2 separate regions of the Mus musculus genome follow, and region 1 is linked to region 2. Evidence: chromatin contacts called from public ChIA-PET data. All regions are on one chromosome and are shown on one strand. Each heading gives the region's core, a stretch centred on a gene start, on an enhancer-like site or on the middle of the called end of the contact. The rest is flanking DNA. Distances are from core to core; before and after follow the strand shown. Region 1 overlaps Cacnb4 (calcium channel, voltage-dependent, beta 4 subunit). Region 2 has its middle 4.2 kb from the start of Gm13522.

Evidence for each region. ChIA-PET counts read pairs in DNA pulled down with a chosen protein or histone mark.
Region 1: a contact with region 2 is called in an H3K27ac ChIA-PET map of liver, with 6 times the contacts expected there. The contact joins two enhancer-like sites. A contact is called at or near these places in 4 of 484 Hi-C or Micro-C datasets (the N1E-115 cell line, bone marrow-derived macrophages, extraembryonic ectoderm and 1 more), 9 of 115 datasets of contacts at active chromatin or transcription factors (bone marrow-derived dendritic cells, embryonic basal ganglia, embryonic stem cells and 4 more) and 3 of 9 other capture datasets (adipose tissue, liver and pancreatic islet).

Annotation. Positions count from the first base shown.
Region 1 is chr2:52,601,152-52,604,912 of GRCm38.p6, forward strand. The region is part of intron 2 of Cacnb4 (calcium channel, voltage-dependent, beta 4 subunit); the gene reads right to left. Among named protein-coding and RNA genes, the nearest start is that of Cacnb4, 74 kb to the right of the region's middle. Within about 2 kb of position 1,335, at least 33 of the 459 cell types and tissues checked have an H3K27ac peak or open chromatin away from gene starts, as enhancers often do. A contact at or near this core is called in hepatocytes and liver, where this site is marked.
Region 2 is chr2:52,372,662-52,376,191 of GRCm38.p6, forward strand. No RefSeq gene overlaps it. Among named protein-coding and RNA genes, the nearest start is that of Gm13522, 4.2 kb to the right of the region's middle. Within about 2 kb of position 2,205, at least 2 of the 459 cell types and tissues checked have an H3K27ac peak or open chromatin away from gene starts, as enhancers often do. A contact at or near this core is called in hepatocytes and liver, where this site is marked.

The sequences.
Region 1 (3,761 bases), core at 85-2,584, 230 kb after region 2:
ACAGGTTAACAAAAGGGTTTCTGATAATATGATAGAAGGTAGTGTCCCCTCCAAACCAAAAGGAATAGAATGACAAATTTTAAAAGGAGGCTAATGGTAAGTGGCTATTATATGCCCATCAAATATTTGTGCATGGATATGCACACACATCCGTGTATAAAAACTGATGCGAGAATGGATGTATTCCTCAATAAGCTTGGAAGCTTCCCCCTGTTCTCTGACTTACATTCTGGAAATGTTAAATGATGCATATGGCTGCTGTAATATAAGAAAATAGGACCCAGATGTGGAAATCTCGGCCAAGTTAGCAGTGCCTGTGGTAGGGCAAAGGATTAGGAGGGACCACTAGCTTGAGAATCAGTCACAGTGTTGAGGGGACAGAGAGGGTCTAGGAGGTAAGTAAAGCTCTAACAGATTCAGGAGGAAATCATTGAGTTTCTATGTCTCCAATTTGAGGACATACAGCCCATGGTACTGACTTCTGTCTCAAGTCCCACCTAGTGCTCTGGGTTGGCCATGTTTGCCATAGGCTCTGCCCTTCAGGAGAAGAGCCTCTCTATACTGAGAGTCAGGGTCATGATGGTTTAACTGAGAAACATATCCCAGCATTTCTATGTTCTTTTGATATTTGGTGAGGTCTATATAGTAATCTTACTTCTTCTTCTCTGAGGAGGACTCCCAGAATTGACGCCCATCTAAGAACAGGGCATATCCCAAGGGTAGAGCGTATACTATGCCAAGACAGAAAATAGAGGCTATGAAGAGGTTTTGTGATTGTAACCTTCCAATATGCTGAGTATTCTTATTTAATTTTTTTCATTTACTTAATTTATGTGAATGTGTGTGCACCATAGACACACAGGAACCTGCACCTGTCAGAAGAAGCCATTGGGTCCCTTGGAACTGGAGGTAGAGGTGGTTGTGAGCCACCGTGTGAGTACTGGGAACTGAATGAGTCAAGGAGTTCTGCAAGAGAAGTAAGCACTCTTGACCACTGAGCCACCTCTCCAGCCCCTGTTGTAAATATTCTTTTTGCTTTTGGTGATTTTTTTTTCTGTGTTCCAATGGGAAAAATAATACTAAACAAAAAAGTTAAACTATAATATATGCCCGAAACTACAGGAAACAGAAGCCAATCCAATGAGTCTAGGCAAGCACTTAACAAGGAAACAGCTGAAAAGCCAGTTCACTAATGAGACTCTAAACTTCATCCAGAAAGATGGTTGCGAAATCATGCATCTGTTTAACTTTTAAAAGACTCTTAGGCAATATGTGGAAAGGGAGGCAAGGTAATGAGATGAAATCTAGCCAGTGAAATAGCAACACCCACTAACAGGTCTTAGTCACTATAGTCTCTACAGCAGAGTTACAACATTTCTCATACACTGACAGCTATTGAGCAAAAGCCTACCCAAGAGTGGATGCTCCCATTTTGAAGGATCCTCTGAAGTGACTGAGATGCTGTGACTCCACAGATGATGACATTTGACAGACGAGTTTACCACTGACCTTCTAAAAACATCTCAAAACTAAAATAAAAAAATGATAAGTTGGGATTTATCCAAAGAAATTACGGGGCTGGCGAGATGGCTCAGTGGTTAAGAGCGCTGACTGCTCTTCCGAAGGTCCTGAGTTCAAATCCCAGCAGCCACATGGTGGCTCACAACCATCCATAACGAAATCCGATGCCCTCTTCTGGAGTATCTGAGAACAGCTACAGTGTACTTACATATAATAAATAAATAAATCTAAAATAAAAAATAAAAGAAAATATGGAGTGAAAGTGTGATCAAGTCAGAACCACAGAGAACTATAGCAAAGCGTGTAAATGAGGAAACAGAAGATGCAGTAAGAAGGGCTGGAACCCAACCAAGGCACAGGAGTATCCCAGAAGCCACGGTAAGGAGCGTTCTCAGAAAGACAAGATGCTTCTGATCGGAACACTCTATGAAGTCGGAATTTGGCAGACAGTCACGAAGACTTTTCAGAGAGCATCTTGGTGTGGGGTAACAGGCGAGAAGCCAACTGTTTTTGTCTGAGAAGTGAACTGGACATAAGAGAGCAAAGTGGACAAACTCTTCATCTTCCATGAGCTCTGACCGTGGAGGAAGGCAGTGCTGTTCAGTAGTTTGTGAAGGGCACTGTGGGCAGTTGATGGGAGGTTGTTCTGATTTCTGGCTATGGTCTAGGTCGCAGATGACACAAGCAGAAGACCATAGCTAGTGTTGACAGTTAACACAGAACAAGGCTGGTGGCGGGGCTAAAATTTAAGCATACCTAGAAGAGGACACCCTCGAAAGGAAAGCCAAGGATTACGTCATCTAAAACAGTGGAGGTAAAACCTGAATGTGAAGGAGACAGGCTCTTACAATGGCAAACATTTAAGTGGGGCTGGCTTACACTGGCAGAGGTCCAGTCCATTATCAGCGTGGGGAAGCATGGCATCATGCGGGCAGACTTGGTGCTGGAGGAGGAGCTAAGAATTGTACGTCTTACACCAAAGGCAGACAGGAGACTGTAGCCGGGAGGAGGCTCTCTATACTGGCTGGAGCTTAAGCACTAGCAAACCTCAAAGCCCACAACTGTACTCACTGCACTCCAAGTGATTATAGTGAGGAATTCAGTGCTGTTTTGAAGTTGCTTGAGCTTCTGCTTTTTGACAATGTGCTTAGAAAAGTTGAAGACGTTCAACAAAACCAAAACTAAAGTTTGTCTGCACAAAGTGTGTGTATGTGTATATATATACATATATATACATATATGTATGTATATACATATATGTATATATATATGGAGAGAGAGGGGGGAGGGAGAGAGAGAGGAGAGAGAGAGAGAGAGAACAGACCACTATGGGGATGGCAGTACAAAGTTCATATTAATGCCAAGAGTTAACTTCAAATAGCTTTTTGGAGAATTAAATTTTAACTCAAAAAATTGAAAGTGTAAACATTACCAGAAAGCCAGGCAGATAAGGTTTAACCCTGTAGCTAAGACCTATCTGTGTCCTAGAGGTACATACAGCTGTTTATCACAGCAGTGGCTGATATTCACAAAGATGTACAATGAACAACGAAGAAAGTCGATATGTCTAGTTGGGAAGCAATGTTTTACCCTTTCTGTTTCTTCCGTAACTAAGCAGCTTCCGTAAAGCTTTTACACAGAGAGCACTGTGGCTTGCTATTAGATTGCCCCCAAAATAGTATTAAAAGACTATATAGTACTTTAGCTTTGCTTGTTTACTTAGCACGCTAGCTAACTAGGACACAAACAGAACACTGCATCTTTCCCCTTAAGCACGTCATCATACGACTGTGTCAGTATTGCATACATCATTCATTCGAGGCTTGCAAAACTAGCTAGCTGAAACCCAGTGCTAACTTGTCATTCGGGCTAAGCTACTTACAACCAACCGAGGCTACCCTGTTAGACCGGTAAATTCTGTTTCTCTCCTAACCTCACCCTATCTCACAAACCTCCATTTTGATTTGCATAAATAAGTCTGATGACTTTTCTGGAGACAGGAAGCTTTATCCAAAAGACTTAATCATGGGCTAGAGAGATGGGTCGGTGGGTAAAATTCGGATCCCCAGCACCCATTTAAAAGCCAGGCCCAGCGGTAAGCACCTGTAACCACAGTGGTGCAGAGGTTGGAGGTCGAGAGATGAAGACAGGCAGGCAGGTCTTCCAAGCTTACTGGCCAGCTAATCTAGTCGAAACGGTGAGGAGCAGGTTCAATGAGAGATCCTGCCTCAAATGAAGAA
Region 2 (3,530 bases), core at 955-3,454:
ACAAATCTCATTATGAGGTGTCTGAGAAATAACAGTTGTTTGGACTCTATAAATCCTAGTTTTAGTCACGAGTCTGTTTCCTGAGGCGACTATAATCATCATGACTGTCAGCATATGCTATTTATGAGAGCTTCTGGCGTAAACAGATAAGGACCCAGTGTATGTGTTTATGGATGTGTGCTTTGTCTTGGTCTCACTGTAACCACTGGAAGTCTCACATGTCACTCAAATTTACTCTCCACCTGGCAGAGAGAGGGGTGTTACTTTTGGGAATTGTGAGGATGTAGTATAGACGCATTTCCTGTGCCATGTCTCCAGTCTCTCCAGAGGACCTCAGGAACAGAAAGCTCAACTGATTTAAGCACCCTACTGGAAAAAAAAAAAAAAGAATTTTCTATTTAAGAGTGTGGGAACTCAAAACTGTTCATCAGCTGAAGGACTGATGAGTCTCCAATCCGATTTTTCCTAGGACCATGGTGATGCTTATTGAAAAGTAGAAGGAATTCTCGTCTTCTAATGCACTCTTCCTGTTCCACCAACCTTCCTCTATCCTAATACCTTAGTGTCTGTAAACAATGCTCTGGAGGCTGGGGTTCCTCGGCTTTGTGCAGCAGTTTGTCACCAATGCTATGGATTGGCTCTGCAACCATTCAAGAACTTTGGGAGTGAAGGGGACTCAAGCTAAAGAAGGAAGGGAAATGAGAAAGGGGGAGAGTGTGCGGAGTCTTCTGACAAACAAGGAGGCCCTGCCAGGCTCTTGAACTTGAGCATACTCAGGTTCTGTGCTGGGCAGCGTCTTAGATCCTCCTGGGAGCTTGGTTAATCATCTTGCTATTAGGAGATGAAGCCTACGCTGCTAAATACAGACTTCCCAGGCACGTGATCAGAGGACAGAGCAGACATTGGAGGCCTCCATGGTACCAAGGAGGATCTTTAAGGAAAGATCTTTAGTCTCTAAGGAAACTCCAACAGCAGAGATCCTCTCTATGGATCTTCTGGCTTTTCTTTTCTTTTCTTTTTTTTTTTTTTTTTTTTTTTTTTTTTTTGATCAAGGCTCAAAGTTTAATATTTAGCACTGTATTTATATAGGGAGAGTCCACAGATCCATTCTTTGTTTCAGATGGATTATGTTGCTTTGTTTCTACTGGATTATGTTGCAAAGCAAGCTCAGCAGGCAGTCTGCTCCTGTAGGAAATTGCAGGTGTGGCAAGGTGGAAGAGCCCACCTAGGTTGGCAGACAGGGCCCACTTTGGCAAACACTTAAGGTCTATTTAGCCTTCTCAAGGCTGGGGGAAGGGCACAATTCCCCCTTTTTTATTTTTAAAGATGAGCTGGATAGGGGCACAAGATTTACTTGTTTTCCATAATCCCATATAGGGTAAAGAGTGGGTAGGCAACCAAGCCTGCCTTAGGTCAGTGTCTTTATTGCTCCTTATCCATTGTGGAGGACAAACATAACTTTTTGAAGTTTGTCTCTGTCTTAGGTCTATTGGAACTCAAGAACACTCTTACCTGTCCCTGACTACCAACCTTCAAAAGTACACTCTTTCCAATTCAGACCAAAACCATGAAGGACATGTGAACATGCATTTTAATGCATATCGATGAATAACTGCCATGGTGAATAGCTGAGCATGCTGAAAGTGATGGTGTGTAAAGGCAACCAATGTGTTTAAGATACAAAGTCCAAAAGCTAAAAGCAACAAGATTATAGTTAGAAATTAAAGTTGTCTGAGGGAATGTCAGGTATTCAGTTCAGTTGCTAATTGGAAAAGATCAAACACAAAGTCTGGCCACCAGGTATCTGGGGGAGGGGATGACTTTGAGAATTGATAGAAAGTACTTGCTCTCCAGTATGAGTGGAGACTACACTCTCTAGGTTAACTCAGCTGGCCAATAGGGATTTTGAGCCTTCTTCATCATTGGTACCATCCTCATTAGAAGGCTCAGAATCTGTGTCCACTTGACTAACCAATCTTTCAGGCAGTCACTGGGCTCCATTTTCTTTTTGTGAAAAAAAAAATACAGACAGAACCTCACCCCCTCTTCTGGCTTTTCTTACTCGATCATTCATCTTATCCACCACACAGACTCCAAATGTTTTCTACTGCAACAGACCCAAGACGTCGGCACACCTGATGCCTTGTTAGAGGCACCATTCTGACCTTAGAACTCGGCACTTCAGCCTCAACACCTACCTGCCAAAACCATCAGCCTAATCTATCAAAACCTTGTCCATAGTTCCAGAGTCCAGAAAAGTCCAGAAATGTACTAACCTTGCTTTTCGGCTTTTTGATAACTGTTCTTGCTAATCAAAGTGTGTCAACCAGGATGTGATTTTTGTACAAAGAATGGTGGAGCTCAGGGCTGCATGTTTTCGGCAAGTTCCCCATGCAGTTGCTGACTGGCAACAACACAGACTTTCTAGTCAGCTTTAAGAGTGTCCATTTGTTCTCTGGGGGAATTACCTGGAAACATTCTGGAGGTGCCAGGGAGATTTCCAGAGATTCAGACCCCTGGTTACTGGGGGCTGGGATCCCGTAGGCAAATAGTATGGTAAATGGATAGTTCCTGGGGGTACACATCCTGACCCCAGGAACTTTTCCTTCCTCTGTTCCCATTGACCTAGAGGCTCTTGATGGGCTCCACCTGAACACAGAAACTACAAAAAGTTGCCTGGACCTGTCCCCTCTGGAGGTAAATCTGTTTAAGTCATCTTCTGCATAGGACACTTAGGAAAGGCTGGATGCAACCCTAATTCCAGTGTCTGGGATCCATGTGAGACATCACTGGAACCCTGTCTTCTTGGTGTGTGTGGTGGCCACCCCGGTTGTCTTTATTGTTGTTTGTTTGTGTCTCTAGTTATATTCTTGTCAATTCTGTTGGCTGAAAGAAGAGGAGCTGTTATGGGTATGTGTGCCAGGGTGGGGAGGGGGAGAGCAGTCCCAAGATACTATTGAAGTGTGTAGAAAGTACTGCAAGGAAGCTTTTGCTAAAGAGTATGGCTATGGTCTCCATCTCTCACCAGGGAAACTCTGGATCTTCGGTGAAATAGATTGGCCATATTTTGGAGTTGGACAGCTCAGTGACAGCTCTCTGGACACCCCCCCACCCTCACCCCAGGTGCTTTAGGCTATCTAGAATATGAAGACTGGAGACCCAGGCCACCCCGTCCAATTTCCCTACATTAAACAATGGATTTCTCTCATGCTAGACATGCACCCTTGGTTTAAGATCTATGCCCCTTGATGGGGTTCTGAAGCTTCTTGGTGTAGCTCAGAGAAACCCAAACCTCTGTCTGTTATCTCCACCCCGTTAGAGGAATCTGAATTTTCCCACCCATATGTCCCAGTTTAGTCTGGGCTATTCTGGGCACAGGAAAAATAGTTGCACTGTGCTGCACATATGCACACACAAGGGGTGAGGAGTGGCTGCTGTGGTCATGACGATCTATTTTCTTCCACCTCAGGCCCTCTCTACCCTCCATACACATGGAGTGGCTCTGGCTATGTAAGCCCTTGGAAGCATTT